2 separate regions of the Pan troglodytes genome follow, and region 2 is linked to region 1. The links are chromatin contacts, called in public HiChIP or PLAC-seq maps. All regions are on one chromosome and are shown on one strand. The core of a region is the stretch at or near the end of the contact, and the rest is flanking DNA. Distances in the headings are between cores, read along the strand shown.

What was found. HiChIP or PLAC-seq counts read pairs in DNA pulled down with a chosen protein or histone mark.
Region 2: a contact with region 1 is called in an H3K4me3 HiChIP or PLAC-seq map of stem cell-derived excitatory neurons, with 11 times the contacts expected there. The contact joins the promoter of TMEM64 here to the promoter of NBN in region 1. A contact is called at or near these places in 1 of 7 Hi-C or Micro-C datasets (stem cell-derived neural progenitor cells) and 1 of 1 datasets of contacts at active chromatin or transcription factors (stem cell-derived excitatory neurons).

The regions. Positions count from the first base shown.
Region 1 is chr7:100,259,662-100,263,964 of NHGRI_mPanTro3-v2.0_pri, forward strand. It overlaps NBN (nibrin), which reads right to left and starts at 1,362. Exons shown (of 17, transcript XM_063816403.1): 1 at 1,140-1,362. It overlaps DECR1 (2,4-dienoyl-CoA reductase 1), which reads left to right and starts at 177. Exons shown (of 10, transcript XM_001138969.4): 1 at 177-482. The coding sequence starts at 414.
Region 2 is chr7:100,886,112-100,890,694 of NHGRI_mPanTro3-v2.0_pri, forward strand. It overlaps TMEM64 (transmembrane protein 64), which reads right to left and starts at 1,929. Exons shown (of 3, transcript XM_528186.9): 1 at 958-1,929. The coding sequence starts at 1,752. It overlaps LOC107976384 (a long non-coding RNA gene), which reads left to right and starts at 4,473. Exons shown (of 4, transcript XR_010159281.1): 1 at 4,473-4,558.

The sequences.
Region 1 (4,303 bases), core at 112-2,611:
CGCGCACTCTGCACTTAAACACGCACTTAAGGGATAAACATATACGACTGAAAAAGAGTTTCGCCCTTGGTAGGCAGTGTATGGGGCGCGCAGCTGCAATCTGCAAACCCTTGCAGGGCGAGGGGTTTCGTCCACCCGCTCAAGTACGCAAAGAACCTCCATTCTCTGCCATACAAAGCACTCCTGGCCCAGAGAGCAGGAAAGAGCATCAGCTAGGCCCAGCTAGGCGGCGCCCTCGGCCGGACCCTGAAGGTCAGGGCCGCTGGGCGTCCACGCCGCCTGGGTCCCAGTCCCCGTCCCATCCCCCGGCGGCCTAGGCAGCGTTTCCAGCCCCGAGAACTTTGTTCTTTTTGTCCCGCCCCCTGCGCCCAACCGCCTGCGCCGCCTTCCGGCCCGAGTTCTGGAGACTCAACATGAAGCTACCGGCCAGGGTTTTCTTTACTCTGGGGTCCCGGCTGCCCTGTGGCCTCGCTCCTCGGCGGGTAAGGCGGCCGGGGGCGCGGGGAGCGAGGACAGGGCGTCCCGACGCGCAAAGAGAGAGGACAGGGCGTCACGGGGGCTCGGGGAGCGAGGACAAGGCATCCTGGGGCGCAAAGAGAGAGGACAGGGCGTCCCGGGGGTTCGGGGAGCGAGGACAGGGCATCCCGAGGCGCAGAGAGAGGACAGGGCGTCCCGGGGGCTCGGGGAGCGAGGACAGGGTGTCCCGGGGCTCAAAGAGAGAGGACAGGGCGTTCTGGAGCGCTAAGAGAGCACAGAGCAACCCGGGGAGCGAGAGAGAGGACAGGACGTCTCGGGGCGCAAGAGAAAGGGCAGGAAGTCTTGGGGCACAAAGAGAGGACCCGGCGTCCCTGGGGCTCAGGGAGCTAGGACAGGGCGTTTTGGGGCGCAGAGAGAGAGGACGACCAGGTCCCGGAGCGAAGGGCAACGCCGGGAGTGAGCACCGGGGCCCGGGTCGTATTCCACTGTCAGATGAAGCCCTGATGTGTGTAGGGGAATAGGGAAGAGACGTGATTTTCGAAGTTTTCACAGTTCTGCAAGTTTCCAACTTGTGTGTAAATAGGTAGAAAGAGGTAGGGAAGGATACGGCGCCCGTCCCCCCCTTAAGGAGTGAGAGGGGATCAGGCCGAGCGAGCACTGACCTTTGACGTCCTTTGTTGTGAGGAAAGTCCATCTATGTGTTAGTTATGGAATTAAACACTAACACAAACAACTTATCATAAAAATGAAACAAAAACAAAACCCCAGCTGTTTATAGACTCGCCTTCCCAGATGTATAGCTGGGAGAGGTCCGTCTCACACTGGCTTCCCCCTCTCTCTGGCCCACACTCCTGTCACCGTCTCCATTGCACCCATAGTGGAAATAGCTAGGAAGTGAAAACAGCTAGGAAGAAGAGAAACAAAAACAAAAAGAAGCAATAATATCCAAGACAAGCCCTCCCCACATCTAAATTACAAAATTGTTATAAGTAAACTAAAAAGCACATTTTCTTTAGCCAGGTAGAAAAATTAATATGTCAACTGTGAAAAAACTTGTTTTGATTTGATAGAATAGACAGCCATGGTGTTGTTTTTCAAAAAATATGGGCAGCAGTAGTTCCAAATAGGAATACAAAGAATTAGTATGGTGGTTCCCTCAAGTAAGGTATCTTTCTTTTAAAAAGTGAGATTTGTTCAGGGTTAGGGTTTTGCTGATTTTTTTTCTCTCCCTGTGAAAACTGGATTATAGATCATTATAAAGGAAGCCCATATTTTCTGATACTTTTCAGAGACATTTCTCATTTGAAATCTACAACAGCTCTGTGATGTCTTCAGAGATTTCATTTTTTAACACACATCATTAGGATTGTAGCAATAAGGTCATACAGACCTTATCCGAGCTCTTCTGACACCATTAGACAATACAGTTTGAGAAGGAGAAAATGAACTCATTTAAAAATTAATTGTAATCTGACAATTTTGAAATTCCTTTGCTGAAGAAAAATATGGAAGTTTTGAGGTTGGGGGTTGGGAGGCAAGAGAGGTACCTGTTAGTGTGGTTTGTCCCCTTCCTAGCACATGTAGCCTCAAGTTTGAATTCCTGGGAGAAGAAAAGTCTTTACATCTGTGATGTGGGAGGTTGTTCCAGGGAACATCATGTTTTTGTGGGCAAATACAAGTTGTTATAATTAAAACCCCTAATTTGAATATTTTTGTTACCAAGAACCAAGGCAAATGTTTAATTTGTTATAAAACCTGTTTGTGAAGTGCTGTGTTAAATTGTGCTGCTGGCTAATAGGCCTCATTTCAATTTAATAAATATTTATTGAGGACTGGCTTTATGTCTGGCCCTGTGCTATGCCCTGAGACTCAAAATTTAAAAAATACGAGCCCTGCTCTCAACTGCTCTCAAGTTGCTCTCAGTTCTATTGAGGAAAACATTCAGTCATTCAGTTGTTTATGAGGAAACACTAATTAATTAATTACCTATTAAGTATTGGGCATTCTTTGGCAATTTGTGGTTGAAAGACATTCCTGCCTTCAATGTACTATAGTCTCATATATGTTTTTTAAGCCACAAATAATAACCAATGAGTAGGCCTTGAAATCAATTTAGTGGAGCAAAACAGCACTTTGGGAGGCTGAGGCGGGTGGATCATTAGATCAAGAGATCAAGACTATCCTGGCCAACATGGTGAAACCCTGTCTCTAGTAAAAATACAAAAATTACTGGGTGTGGTTTCACACGCCTGTAGTCCCAGCTACTTGGGAGGCTGAGGCAGGAGAATCGCTTTAACCTGGGAGGCGGAGGTTGCAGTGAGCCGAGGTCGCGCCACTGTAGTCCAACCTGGCGATAGAGTGAGTGAGACTCCATCTCAAAAAAAAAAAAAAAAAATGGAATAGAATAGGATATATCTAAATTCATCTCATGTAGTAAGGTTGTTCATTTTGTGAAACTTAAAAAAAAATTTACCATTCTTCCTTTTTTGATTCATTCTTTGATTACTATCATGCACACTGCCATGTTTCTTTTCCTTTTGTTTTTATCAAGAGTAATAACTATCCAACCTGATCAACATGGTGAAACCCTGTCTCTACTGAAAATATAAAAATTAGCCGGGCGTGGTGGCGCGCGCCTGTAATCCCAGCTACTCAGGAGGCTGAGGCAGGAGCTACTCAGGAGGCTGACGCAGGAGAATCACTTGAACCTGGGAGGCAGAGGTTGCAGTGAGCCAAGATCACGCCATTGCACTCCAGCCTGGGCAACAAAGTGAGACTCCATCTCAAAAAGAAAAAAAAAAAGAATAGTAACTATCAAGAGTAAAATCACTATTTTTAGAAAAATGATTCCTGGCCAATATTCAGCAATACAGTTAACAAAGTAAGATATGACCTCAAACTGGCCACCTAGAATTAACTTGGGTTAGCATTTGGTGTATATCATTCCAGGCATCTGTTCTGGTAAAAGGATGGATAGGCATAATTTTACTTGGATGTCACATTTTCCCTTAGTCAACATTGTTTCATTGTTTTCTCACGATGAATATTGTCTTGGAGCAGTATAAAACCAACTAGATGTGTTTTCTTTATTTTTTTTAAATCTGGAAGCCTAAGTATTTCTTTATTCAGTGTAAAATTCTGGAATATAAGCTCTATGCAGGCAAAGATTTTCAACTGTTTTGTCCACTGTTTATACCTAGAACAGTGCTTAGCATAGAGTAAACATGTAACAAATATCTGTTACATGAATGAACGTGTGTACTGTGTTGCTATGAACATGTATATGTTGCTATATAAATCACATTTCTTGCTATGGTTCACAGTCAGAAAAATCTGAAAAATGATAGTCTAGTGAGTCACCAGCAGACATCAATAGACTGTGAAGATGCAGATGTGTATTATAATGCATATATGACCCAAACTGTGCATACCTAGAGGAGGCAAGGAAAGCTTCATGGAGGAGGTGGCCCCAGGAGCCTGCTGTTAAACCAGGAGTTGGAATTTGTGTGGTCCCAATGGCAATATAGACCTAAGGAATAGCATGTATCAAGAAGTGAAAGAGTGGCTTATTTATAACAATTCAAGTGGTTTGTTTGGTATTGTGGAGTTGGTGAAGTATGGGAACAGAGAGAAGCGTGTGGAGATGAGATCAGTCAGGTTGCTGGGGGACAGGGTATGGTGGGCTTTTCTTATTTATGTAGAAAATTGAGCATTTACTATTTGCTAGGCACCTTACTAGGGATATGAAGGTGAGAAGAAGAGCTGATTCCTGCTGTCAAGAAGCATAGAGTCCAATGGCATTATGGTATGATGTGCCGCATGTTAG
Region 2 (4,583 bases), core at 679-3,178, 630 kb after region 1:
AAAGGACATGAACTCATCATTTTTTATGGCTGCATAGTATTCCATGGTGTATAAGAAAATGTGGTAATCTACTTTTTTAAGTCCTTCACTTTAGAAAAGAGAAAAGTGAAGCCAGACAGGGTCAGTAACTTGATCCAAAGTCACAAAGTTTGTAAAGACCAGATTCCTTTCTTCCAATAAGATGATCTCTTCACTAGCAGTGTTTCTATCCTAAATCAGTTGCATGGAGATGCACACTAGCTACAGAAACTTGAGTAAGCAAAACATATGAATACAAGGACAGAAAAGAGTCTATAATGGTGCATATACAGAAGAAAAATATATGCTACCTGAGCAAAAGATTATCTGTTTTATTCACCACCCCGTGATTTCGAAATGAAGTTCTTCCAAAGAAAGAAAGATAAACAGTAGGATTTTCTTCTTTACATCGCATTAAAGCACAATTACTTGAAGAAGAAAAAGCCCATTTCAAATCTAGGAAACTCCAAAATCCGGAGTCTGCAACTAGCTCCTCCACTGTTTACTGAAACACTTCCTTTGGTCCATGTCGCTAAAAACTTGAATCAAAACCCTGGATGTATTTATGCAAGCAAGACAGAAAGCTTTCCTCCCTAAATGTTGCCAAAGCTGCTACAAAAGATGACAAGTATTAAAGATGGGCATTTCCATTCATGTCCCTGCATGCCTATTGTTAAGAGGGCTTTTCATTTTTAATTACATTCCCATCCCGAAAAGAAACATTAGTTTTTTATCTAACAAACTCTCTTTGGAGGCTCCGCGTTAGGTATGTTTTATGTGTATGACAGATTTCCAGGCTGCGATGGAAAGTAATCGTAACTCCTGCCGTCAATGTCACTTCTCTGCTGGTATTTATCTGATAGAGCGCCCTCCTAGGGCCGCCACAAGACCGCTCAACAACAGACTTGGAGAGGGATAGGCCAGCGGGACCCCACTTACCGAAAACACTGCATTCTGAAGCCCAAAAGGTATGGGTGTCAGTCTGGCCAGCGCCACCACTTTCAGGCCGCTTCCTCCCTCCACTACGCGAATAACCGCGCTCAGCTTCTCGCTGCTCTGGATCCTGGCGGCCACCCAGGCGGTGAGGAGCCGCTTGCAGACCACATGGGCGATGAAGGTGCCGATGAGGACGCCCACCATCATCAGACCCATGCCCAGCACGAAGCCGTACAGGTAGCCAGCGGCCACGTTGAGCACGATGTAGCCCCAGCCGCAGGGGAAAGAGACCACGATGAAGCCCACGACGAAGAGCAGGACCCCCAGCAGCGAGTCAAGGCTCTCCACCCACAGCAGGAGGTGCTGAAGGTAGCGGCGGACCAGGGCCAGGGAAGCGAAGCACAGGGCGGCCAACACGCAGAGCAGCACGAGGCTCCGGCACCAACAGGTGCTGCCGAGGCAGCAGCAGCGCCAGTTTCTCACCTCGGCCACGCCGACCACCAAGCCGCCGCCGCCACTCCCGGGGCCGCCCGCCAAGGCCCCGCCCGGCTCCGGCAGCTCCGAAGCCTCGGGCGGACCGTGGCGCTCCAGATAGGCGCCGAGCAGGGCGCCCGAGGCCGCCGCTGCTGCCGCCGCCGCGCTCGCCCCGCCCCCGCGGGGAAGGCGGTCCGCCGGGCCGTCCCCGCCCGCACCCCGCGGCAGGGCCCAGCGGGCCGGCGGCTCGGCGAGGCCCGGGAGGGCGGCGTGCTGCAGCAGCCGGGGCAGCGCCTGGAGCAGGATCCCGCCCGGGCTCCGCATGCCTCGGCCCAGCGCGGGCCCTCAGCCGGCCAGCCCCTCCGCCGCGGCGCCCGTTAGGCAGCTGCCCTTCATGGCGCCCGGTTCGCCCGGCCTCGACTCCCTGCGTCCGCTCAGGGGTGGGAGACGGCCCGTAGAAGGGCGCGGAGTCAGCGGAGGAGCGACGGCCAGGCGGGGAGTGAGGAAACTCCGGCCCCAGCACCCACGGAGCCCACTCCGGTGGTGCCCGCCCCTTGTCGGCCAGAGGGGGCGGGGCCGCGGGCGATGGGGCGGAGCGGGCTGTGTTCTGGTCCGCTCCCGTGACGCGCTGCCCGCCAGGCTGCGGGGGTCGCGGGGCGTCCGCGTGGGCCAGTGGAGGCCCACAGCTGCGGAGGGAAACCGCTGGGAGGGGAGAAGGAGCTGTAGGAAGAGCGAAGCTGCAACGAGGGGAGAGCCGGGCGACGGGCAGGGGCCCAGGCGCGCTCCCCGACTTCCCACAGGCGCGCGCATGCCTGCGTGTCAGGGCGCGCGCTCCCCCTCTCGGACCGAGGCGACCCCAGTCCAGGAGCGGCTTGGATCCTCGCCCGTTCCCTCCTGGTCGTTTCCGCAGTAACCTCTTATCAGAGCGGGCAGCTGTGAGTGGCGCTCACATCCGCCGCTGCCCTGTCGAATTGGGGAAAGAGTTCTTGTGTTCTGAGGAGGGTTTGGCTATGGTCCTTGACCCTATTCTTGTCTCAGACTTGCCTCCCAGGTATCGAGGTCTCCCCGTGGGTTTCATATGGCTTGGTCCTTTAGGAGCTGCAAAAATTAGGCATAAAGTCCCCCCACCCCCTTGACAGAACCCCTTCTGACTCCAGAGGTCCTTTATCGAGTGCCAGGCATTGGTCTAGGGGCATTTGAAAAAGATTCACTGAAGGACATTTTTAAGAGTTCGCTTTCTCAGAGGGCAGCTTCTCAAACTCATTCGCTGGTTTCTTTTCCTCTTTCCGCCTGTTTAAGGTTAGTGTTCCCCAGGTCCTCTTGCCTTCTTCCTTTTCAGAGTTTCCTGAGCCATCTCATCCAGGCCCAACAGCTTTGATCCTGCCGTGCCCCCCATAAGAGGTGACCCCTAAGTGAATGTCTCTGCCCACACTTCCCAGCTTGTGGTCCGGCCTGTGGATACAATCAGGTGGAATTCCTGCAGGCAGCTCAAACTCAGCAGAGCTTGGTAGATAAATGATCAACTTGGGCTCTGGTGCAAATCACGTTTAGTAACTGGTCAAACAATCAGTCCCTGAATCTCATTGTTTCTTTTTAAATTGCAAAATGGAGATAATGGTACAACTTAGCTTCGTAAGAGTGTTGTGAGGATTAAACAAAATAGTAAAGTAAGGTGATTAGCACTATGCCTGAAATCAGTCGTCAGTAAATGTCAACTGTGTGATGGTATCCCTCATTAAAAGTGTGATCCCCCATAGACCGACTCTTCCTTCTGGGTTTCATATCTCAGTGGATGACCTTCCACCCAGTTGCCTGCCAGATAACGGACCAGGACACCTTAGGTCGTTGCTGATCAGGCTCCTGCTTGCTGGCTGATCAGGCTCCTCCATGCCATTCCCTCCTATCCACCCTGGTTGGGCTGAGTCAGGTAGAGTCCCTACTAGGTGCCAGGCAAGTGCTACATCCTTCAACTCCCTTTTCCAAGCCTTGTGACTCACACGGAGGAGCAGCTCTAACTGCCGCCACAGCATTTACCTAAAGTTTTACTTCCGTAAAACAGTACCAAGGAGGGATGGTGCTAAACCATTCATGAGAACTCCATTTCCATGATCCAATCACCTCCCACCAGGCCTCTCCTCCAACAATGGGGATTACATACAGTTTGACATGAGATTTGGGCAGGGACACAAATCCAAACCATATCAGTCCTGCACTACCTTCCCTTCACCATCACCCTCAATTTGGTATTTCCTTTCCTTTCCCAGGCTACTTTCTGTATGGCCATGATCACATTTGTCCCATTGTATTGTAATTTTTTGTTTACATCACTGTCTCCCTCTTTAAGCTTTGAGTTTCTTCAAGATGGGCCTGTTACTTATTTAATCTAAGGAGCAATGAGCCCTCTTTAAATGTTTGTTGCATACACAAATGATTGCCATTTGTAGGGGAAATGAAAGCAGGAAAACCGGACAAAATTGCATAGGCAAGAAGCTGTGAGGATCAGTGAAGTAGGATAATGGTCCTGGTGTTAGTTGAATGGGGATAAGTTTAAAGAGGAGCTGGGCAACTGATTTGTTTTCAGAAGAGAGGGAGAGGTCAAGGATAACACCTGGATTTCTTATTTAAAGTAATAGATAATGGGACCATTGACCAAGAAAGCGACTACAGCAAGTCTGTAAGAAAGATAGCCTTCACTCTTGATGCATGAGACTTGAGGTGCCTATGATAACATCCAAACGTGGTATTCCAGTAGGTGGTTGAAAATATAGATATGGAATTAAGTGGGGCATCTCTCCTAGAAATTTTGACATTGGTATATGGGCAGCAATTAAGACCATGGTTATGAATGATTGCGTGGTGATAGGTGTGCCAAATATTTCCTGTTCTCTTACAGGAATATAGGAGGATTGTATGCCCTGGCCTCCCTGTGATGGGGTTGAACTACATGACATGTTCTCCGAATTAATTGTGAGCATAGCATTTAATTGTTGATGCAAGACCTTCCAGAACTCTTTTTCTCTTTGCCATGGCAATCATCAGTGTTCCAGAGAGCATATGCACTATCAGCCTTGGTAGTGGTGAGAAGATGATGCAGAACAGAGTCCCAGTCACATCATGAAGGACATGTAAAGTGAGAAGTAAACCTTGGTTGTTTT